2 separate regions of the Sus scrofa genome follow, and region 2 is linked to region 1. A link is a contact called in public HiChIP or PLAC-seq data. All regions are on one chromosome and are shown on one strand. Each heading gives the region's core, a stretch centred on a gene start, on an enhancer-like site or on the middle of the called end of the contact. The rest is flanking DNA. Distances are from core to core; before and after follow the strand shown.

Region 1 (3,989 bases), core at 860-3,359:
TGTAAACAGAATCAGATAGGTATTCTATTATACAGAGGGTGATGTATGTTTATTATACTCACTGTTAGAATCATGAGGTTGATCCTATTAACTCTAGTGTCATTATTTTCCTTACTGCAACACAGCCCCTTCAACTAATACATCACAGAGGACTGTGATGGACATCTGGTAACGTGCATTCACTCCAGAGCTTTTACACACACTGCAGTGATGGTCGGGCCCTCTCTGTTTTTTGATGCACACGTACCCACATCCCTGCTGCATGTGTATTTGACATGAAATAGCCAGATCATAGGGAACTTAAACTCAACTTAAACAGATGAGTCCAAACAGGTTTCCTGAGTGTACTTTAAGTCATCTGAAAACAAACACACGATGGTTCCTAAAACAGAATCGCCTTTCAGAAGCCATACTCATGTGAAATTAGTCCTGTATATTGAATGACTCTACGTCTTTATAATGGCAGATGACACGCATGGTTTATATCTGTGTAGACATGCATATAACCTGTACCCATGGCAACTGGGAACAGAAGGCGTGGCATGACCTTGATTCTAAATGGCAATCTCTGGTTCAACAGGCTGGTATAACATTGCAAGGAGCAGGAGGAGCAGATGGATGGAAAGGAGAGAAGCGGAAGAGGCCAAGAAAGAAGAAGAAAAGAGGCCAAAGGCATGAAGAAACCTGATTCTGTCAAACTTTGGTGAAAAATGCTGGACATAAAATCGTAGCCCAAATTGGCTGCAGCTCTCCGCAGTTACAAGGACCTGATGTCCCTTCAAGTCTGATCACTTTGCCTACAGTTTGGGAAGGGTATTTACTTCCTGGGGAGCTCTGCCGGTCTGTGACCTGACTCCACTGTTCAGGTTTGGGCTGGAGCATCTCAGGTTACACGGAAAAAGCCCATCTGACAACCAGAACCCACTATGACCTGGGGCCCTGGCCCCTTCACAGAGCTCTGGGGAGGAGCCTGGACCAGGGATTCAGAGCCCCGTGCACAGCCTGGTGTGAGTCTTTTGCTTACACCTTGTTGCCTCCATTAATTTCCCTTCATCAACGCAGATGCTGGCTTGAAGGTTTTGAAGGTACAACAGTGATAAGCAGCACAAATGTAAATCAGTATTTTTTTGCCAGCACGGTTTCACTGACTTGATGCCATGGTCACACATTTCAAAATTCTCTAGCCTAGAATAGACCATCCTTGAAAATGTTTTGGACACATGTACGAAGGGGCATTTCCAGCAGCAAAGATGAACGACAATGTATGTGCACACACAGTAACACCGGCCTTCAGCAGAACATGGACCTGAAACTGCATCATGCTTTTGCTTCTCTAGAAGGGCTTGCTTGTATAACCGCAGCTTCGGCCTCCACCAAGCTTTGTGAAAACTAAATATAGACCTACAATTATAATTTAATATAGAAAACTAAATATAGAACTACCATATGACCCAGCAATCCCACTCCTGGGCATATACCCAGACAAACCTTTCCTTGAAGAAGACACATGCAGCCCTATGTTCAGTGCACACTCTTCACAGGCACCAAGACGTGGAAACAGCGAAAATGTCCATCGACAGATGAATGGATTAAGAAGATGTGATACATATACACCCTGGAATACTACTCAGCCATAAAAAGGAACAAAATATTGCCATTTGCAGCAGCATGGATGGAACTAGAGATTCTCATACTATGAAGTCAGTCAGAAAGAGAAAGATAAATACCATATGATATCACTTATATGTGGAATCTAAACTATGGCACAAATTGGGGGTTCCCATTGTGGTGCAGCAGAAATGAATCGGACTAGTATCCATGAGGATGGGGGTTTGATCTCTGGCCTCGCTCTGTGGGTTGGGGATCTGGAGTTGTCATGAGCTGTGGTGTGGGTCCAAGATGAGGCTCAGATCCGCAGATCCTGCACTGCTCTGGCTGTGGTGTAGGCCAGCAGCTGTACTCCAATTCAACCCCTCATCTGAGAACTGCCATATGCCATGGGTGGGGCCCTAAAAAAGGCAAGTAAATAAATAAATAAACAAATAAACAAATAAAAATAAAATGGGTACAAATGAACCTATATACGGAACAGAAATAAACTCATGGGCTTAGAGAACAAACTTGTGGTGGCCAGTGGGGAGTGGGAGGGAGTGGGGTGGACCAGTTTTTGCTTAGTAGATGCAAACTGTTTGCATTTGGAGTGGATGAGCAGTGAGATTCTGCTGCATAGGACAAGCAACTATATCCAGTCACTTGCAACAGACATGATGAATATATTATTAGAAAAAGAACATATATATATATATATATATGTATAACTGGGTCACTTTGCTGTAGAGCAGAAATTGACAGAACACCGTATATCAACTATAATAAAAAATTTAAAAAATCTATTTCCTCCAGTCACCCACTTTCTTTTAAATTTTTTTTCTTTTTAGGGCCACACCTGAAGCATATAAAAGTTCCCAGGCTAGGGATCAAATTGGAGCTGGAGCTGCTGACCTCCGATATAGCCCAGCATCCGGGTGCATCTGCATCATACACCATAGCTCAGGGCAACACCGGATCCTAAGTGAGGCCAGGGACTCATGGATACTCCCCGGGTTCGTTAACCACTGCCGTTAACCACTGCGCCACGACGGGAACTTCCATTTTCCAGCTTTTTTAAAAAAAAAAAAAAGTATTGATGAATATGTTTTCTTTACCCATTTTGAATTAATATTAATATTTGAATTTGTACCTTTATATTATTTCATTTGAAACAAGCAGTCAAAACATATAACCTCCAGACCTCCATAATCCTTCAAAGAACAACCCCCCCCCCGTCCCCCCAAAATAAATGGCAGAGTATGCTACAAAATAATAGTGATTATTTCTGGACCGTAAAATTAGGAGTTTCATAACTCACATATTGTTAGTGAAAAAGTACTTAGGTTACTAACAAGAGTACTTTAAAATAAGAGAGAAACAAAAGGAGATTCAAAGCAAACAGCTAAAACCAAAAATAGGCTCCACTGCCTCTCCTAGAAAAGAGCGGGGCTGTGGAACCAGCTCCGCCCGCGGCTGCCTTGCTCACATTACACCTGCTGCTGAGAGTCAAGGACACCGAAGCCAGCCGTGGACCAGGGGCCAGCCTGGGTTTCAGCCACAGTCTTGGGTCTTGAGCCTCCTTAGAAACCAGATTAAAAACTGTAACAACAAAACCCAAGCGAGGGCGTTCCCCCTGTGGCCCAGCAGAAACAATGGGTAGGATGCGGGTCTTGCCGGGTTCCTGGCCTCGCTCAGGGGGTGGGGATCGGGGCTGCTGTCGGGAAGGTCCCGGACAGGCTGGGGTCCTGCTGTGCGCTGCAGTGGCTGTGGGGAGGCCGGCAGGTGTAGCTCTGAGTTGACTCCTAGCCTGGGAACCTCCTTGTGCTGCAGGTGAGGCCCTAAAAACCAAAACCAAAAAAAACAAAAAACAAAAAAAAACCTTCCTTTCAGTTTCGTTTCTCCTCAAGCGTTCCTAACAGGACGGCTACAGGTTCTAGTAACCGGCCTGCTTTTCAGCTTCTAAAGAGAAGAATCCTTTTCTGGAGGAGCCAGACGCTGGCGGAGCCCCGGGGGGACCCAGAGCCGCCGAGCACGTGGCTCCTGGTGCAGCATCCGCGCCCACAGGTAAGTCTGCTCCTAAACTTTACCTTCCAAGCAACTTTCTGTTAAATAACAACAATAAACGCCCCCCCCCCCCGCCGCCGCCAGCCCCGACCCCACACAACACGCCCGAAGGCTGCTGGCGGCCAGAACCATCCCAAGGGTGTGCGGCCCGCGGGGCGCTTTGCTGGGGCGGCTCATCCGCTGCGTTTGGGGCGCCTGCCAAGCTTGGGTCTGGGATGCGGCGCTGCTCCTTCTGCAGCGTCCACGCGAGGCTGCAGCACGGACCGGTCACGGGGAGGAGAGCATCCTACCTCACCTGCGCCAAGGGGGCGAAGTGCTTTCCAGAACTGAGGGAC
Region 2 (4,330 bases), core at 1,110-3,609, 50 kb after region 1:
GACACGAAACTTTAAAAAAGAGGAGACTGAGAAAAACACCATAGAAAACCAGCAAACCAATATGGCAGACAGAAATACAAGGCCGAAGAAACAGTGGCTACATAGAACAACCAGCAAACACGAGATAAAATGGCAGTACCAGGTCTTCATTTATCAATAATCATCCTAAGTGGAAATGGACTGAAGTCACATTGAAAGACACAGAATGACTAGATGGACTAAAACAATAACACCTAACTGTCTGCTGCTTCCAAGAGACTTGCCCCAGCTCTAAGGCGAACACAGGCTCAGAGTGAAGGGTTTGAGCAAAGAGAAAGAAATTGAAAGAAATTCAGTGAGATACAGAAACAATTTCCCATTCACTTGTATATTTTTCAATTTCTTTCATCAGCCAAAAGAAAATGGGTGTAGCCTACTCTCATCTGGGACAAAATAAACTTCAAGCCAACAAAGGTAACAAGAGAAAAAGATGAACATTAAATAATGATAAAGAAGATAATTCATTAAGAAGACATAAAATTGATCAATGTATATACCCCTAACATAGAAGCAGCAAAGTAGGTAAACAATTATTAATGGACTTAAAAGGAGAAATTAAAGCAATGCAATACCAGTAGGGAAAGTTAATGTCCCACTTACATCAATGGATAGATCATCTGCACAAAAGTCAACAAGAAAACAATGTCTTGAATGATACATTAGAACAGAGAGATTTATAGATTTGTATAGAACATTCCACCCAAATGCAGCAGAATATACATTCTTCTCACGTGCACATGGAACATTCTCAAGCATAGACCATGTGCTGGTAAACAAAACAAGCCTCGATAAATTTTTAAAAACTATAATCATATTGGGCATCTTTTCCAATCATAATGGTTTGGAACTAGAAATCAACTACAAGAAAAAAAACTGGAAAAAACTCAGAAATATGTGGAGACTAAACAACATGCTACTGAACAACTGTTGTGCCAATGAAGAAATCAAAGGTGAATGCCTGAAGACAAATGAAAATTAAAATATAACACACCAAAACCTATGAGATACAGAGACATCTTCCCATTCACTTGCATATTTTTCAATTTCTTTCATCAGTGTTTTACAGTTTGTAGTGTACAGGTCTTTCAATTCCTTGGTTAAATTTATTCAAGGTATTTTATTCTTTTTGTCACTATTATAAATGGGATCATTTTCTTTTTCTTTCTGCTGGCTTCTTATTAGTATAGAGAAATGGAGTATATTTTTGTATGTTAATTTTGTACCTGCAACTTTGCCTTATTGATTTATTATGTGTGACAATGTGGATGTCACTTGAGGGTATTGTGCAAAGTGAAATACATCAGATGGAGAAAGACAGATACCATGTGACTTCACTCATACATGGAATACAAAAACAAGCAAAAAAAAAAAAAGTAAATGAACACACATACACACAAATTGTAGGGTCTGAGAACAAAGTAGTGGTCACCAGAGGGGAAGGGTCAGCCAGCAGAGGAGAGTGACACGGGTAAGGGGATCAACTAGATGGTGACAGGTGGAATCTAAATTTTTGGTGGAGCATGCTATGCTGTACACAGAAGTAGAAATATGATGCACACATGGAACTTGTGTGACAAACGAATTTTATCTCAGTTTTTTCAAAACAGTGAATATCACTAGTCCTGGAATAGAATCTTGGAGAGCAAGACATGACACGATGACCGCTGCAGTCCAGGTGTGGTTATACAGACGCAGACTTGGACACTGGCTGTATTTCACATTTAGGGCTGACAAGACTTGTCGCTGGAATGAATTGAAGCCTAGAGAGAAAAATGGGACTTAAGAAGGACTAAAGGAGTTATTACTTACTGATATAAAAAGACTACAGGAGGAACAGGTTCTGGATCACAGCAGGAAATCAAGAGTGTTAGTGTAGATATGTTGAATTGGAGAAATGTATTGGATATAGAGGAGACATGCTAAACAGGCAGCTTAATTTAAAAGCTTCAAGTTCAAGAGTGAAGACAGCTGGAAAATATAAATCTGGACATCATTTATATATATTTGCTTTTCCATGAGGCTGAATTAAGGGAGAAAAAACTAGACACTGAGAAGATACGATGTTTATAGCATAAAACATACAGAGGATACAGAATTGGAAACTGAAAGCAATTGCTAGGCGGAAAAAGAAAACAGGGAAGCAGCCAGACAGAAGCACTGTTTCAGGAAGAAAGGGATGGTGATCTTGGTTAAATGCTCTGAAACAAAGTCGGAAGAGGAAGGCGCGCGGGCCGTTTGAGGCGGTAACAGGGAGGAGGCCTCGAGAAGGACTGAGCTGGACCCTGGACATCGAGTTACGGAGGAGGTTTAGTTCCCAGCAGCAAAGTCTCCAGGGTGCGGGGAGAAGACAGAGAAGACGTTAGGAACGCAGAGGTCAGGGTATCCGAAGGTTGTCTGCTGGCTGATACAGGCACAAAGATCGGCAGCATCAGTGGTCGAGAGGGCCAGAATCACGGGCTGAAATCCACAGGGAATGGAAGGGTCGGGACATCCAGGCCCCCTGGAACAAGAGGGAGTGGTGCGTGGTACAGTCTGGTGACCTGTGCTTTAAAGACACCTGCGTGCTCCGTGGATGTTGTTGTTTTGTATTTTTATATGGGGGGGGGGGCAGGACCTGGGGGTCCGTGGAAGAAGGATAAACGGTCCGGAAACCTTAATGAGGAACAAGGGCATCTAATCTACCTCCCGCCTGGCTCTGCCAGATGGAGTGGAGGAAAACAGAACCCGGACGGGAGGAAGCTGCGGGTACCACTCATGCAAACCAACCAACTGCCCCGCCTCAGCTTTGAGTTTTCCAGGACTCTTCCACCACGTTCGCGACAGGCACATGAACAGCCAGTTCATGATGACTGGTGAAGCTTAACTGAGAAGATGTCCAGAAAAGGCTCATCACATATCAACCTCATTGTGATCATTTGAAATTGGTAACTTTTAATGAGCTCTAGAAAATCAGAACATATTTCCCTGAACTTGTTAAATATATGCTTCTTCTGGGAAAGCTTTTAGGACACAAAACTTATAATAATGCATTATAATGTGTATGTTGTTATTAATATTTTGCTTATTTTAACACCTTAATGCACACATGTAAAATATCTCTTAAAAACTGGAGTATATATACAAAGTCCTCACAGTAGAGTTTTGCTTCTGTGTAAAATAAAAGCACTTTAAATGTATCATTAGAACCATGGCTTTAGGGAGTTCCCATTGTGGCTCAGCAGGAACGAACCCAACTAGTATCCATAAGGATGTGGGTTTGATCCCTGGCCTCACCCAGTGGGTTAAGGATCCAGTGTTGCTGTGAGCACTGTGGTACAGGCTGAAGATGCAGCTGGGATCTAGAGTTGCTGTGGCTGTGGGGTAGGCTGGCAGCTACAGCTTTGACTTAACCTTTAGCCTGGAAACTTCCATATGCCGCAGGTGCGGCCCTAAAAAGACAGAAAACTACAACAACAAAAATAACTGTGACTTTACAGACACCACATCCTATTACTGACCTATTTTTGTCCAGTTCTCATACTATGTGAACAGTGTAGGGGCACAGGGCAGTGAACGCTTTCAAAAATATTAGGGAGTTCCCTTGTGGCACAGCAGGTTAAGGATCTGGGAGCTGTCACTGCATTGGCTTGGGTCGTTGCTGTGGCGTGGGTTTGATCCCTGGCCTAGCAACTTCCACATGCCATGGATACAGCCCCCCCCCCAAAAAAAAATGTTTAAATACACACAAAAAAAGAGCCAGAAGGATAGGCACAAAAATATTATGAACCTATTATACTACTCTAGGTAGCATTAGATGTGAACCATTATTCTTCTATGAGTCTCTCTATTTTTTAAAATGAGCATATGTTTATGTTACAGTCAATTACTTTACAATTGAAAATCAGAGAAGATACTTCAATTTTGAAAAAAAAAATCCACCCCATTTTAAAACACACTGCTGAGACACTGAATATTTTCAGGTACTGCAACTCAGCTATTCATTTAGTAATTGTTGGAGAGCCATTTACTAAGAATGACTCGTATAGAATTGTGGTTATCATGTTGACGCCTGGTTATTTAAACGTGGACTGGGCCAAAAAGACAATCACAGAATGAGTAGAGAATAAAGGCTGGTTCGGCTTAACGAGTAACGAGTCAATGGATTATGACAGTAGAAGTCTGTATTCTAGGCAAGGGACTGGCGGACAGTCTGCGCAGAGTGCCTCAGGGTCAAGGCAGGTCTTCAGCATGTGGAAAGTCTTCACAGCAGTTGGAGCAATGAGCTCAGAACAAAAGTCACGGTCAGGAGTCC

The links. HiChIP or PLAC-seq counts read pairs in DNA pulled down with a chosen protein or histone mark.
Region 2: an H3K27ac HiChIP or PLAC-seq map of alveolar macrophages shows a contact between it and region 1. The contact joins the enhancer-like site here to the promoter of LOC102161784 in region 1. A contact is called at or near these places in 2 of 5 promoter capture datasets (liver and skeletal muscle), 17 of 47 Hi-C or Micro-C datasets (adipose tissue, blood, brain and 10 more) and 1 of 2 datasets of contacts at active chromatin or transcription factors (alveolar macrophages).

What each region holds. Positions count from the first base shown.
Region 1 is chr4:127,220,556-127,224,544 of Sscrofa11.1, forward strand. LOC102161784 (guanylate-binding protein 6-like) reads left to right here and starts at 2,110. Exons shown (of 17, transcript XM_005663708.3): 1 at 2,110-3,246; 2 at 3,547-3,654. The coding sequence starts at 3,243. It overlaps LOC106510239 (a long non-coding RNA gene), which reads right to left. Exons shown (of 2, transcript XR_002343639.1): 1 at 3,950-3,989.
Region 2 is chr4:127,270,397-127,274,726 of Sscrofa11.1, forward strand. No RefSeq gene overlaps it. Among named protein-coding and RNA genes, the nearest start is that of LRRC8B, 140 kb to the left of the region's middle. Within about 2 kb of position 2,360, at least 6 of the 83 cell types and tissues checked have an H3K27ac peak or open chromatin away from gene starts, as enhancers often do. A contact at or near this core is called in adipose tissue, alveolar macrophages and retroperitoneal adipose tissue, where this site is marked.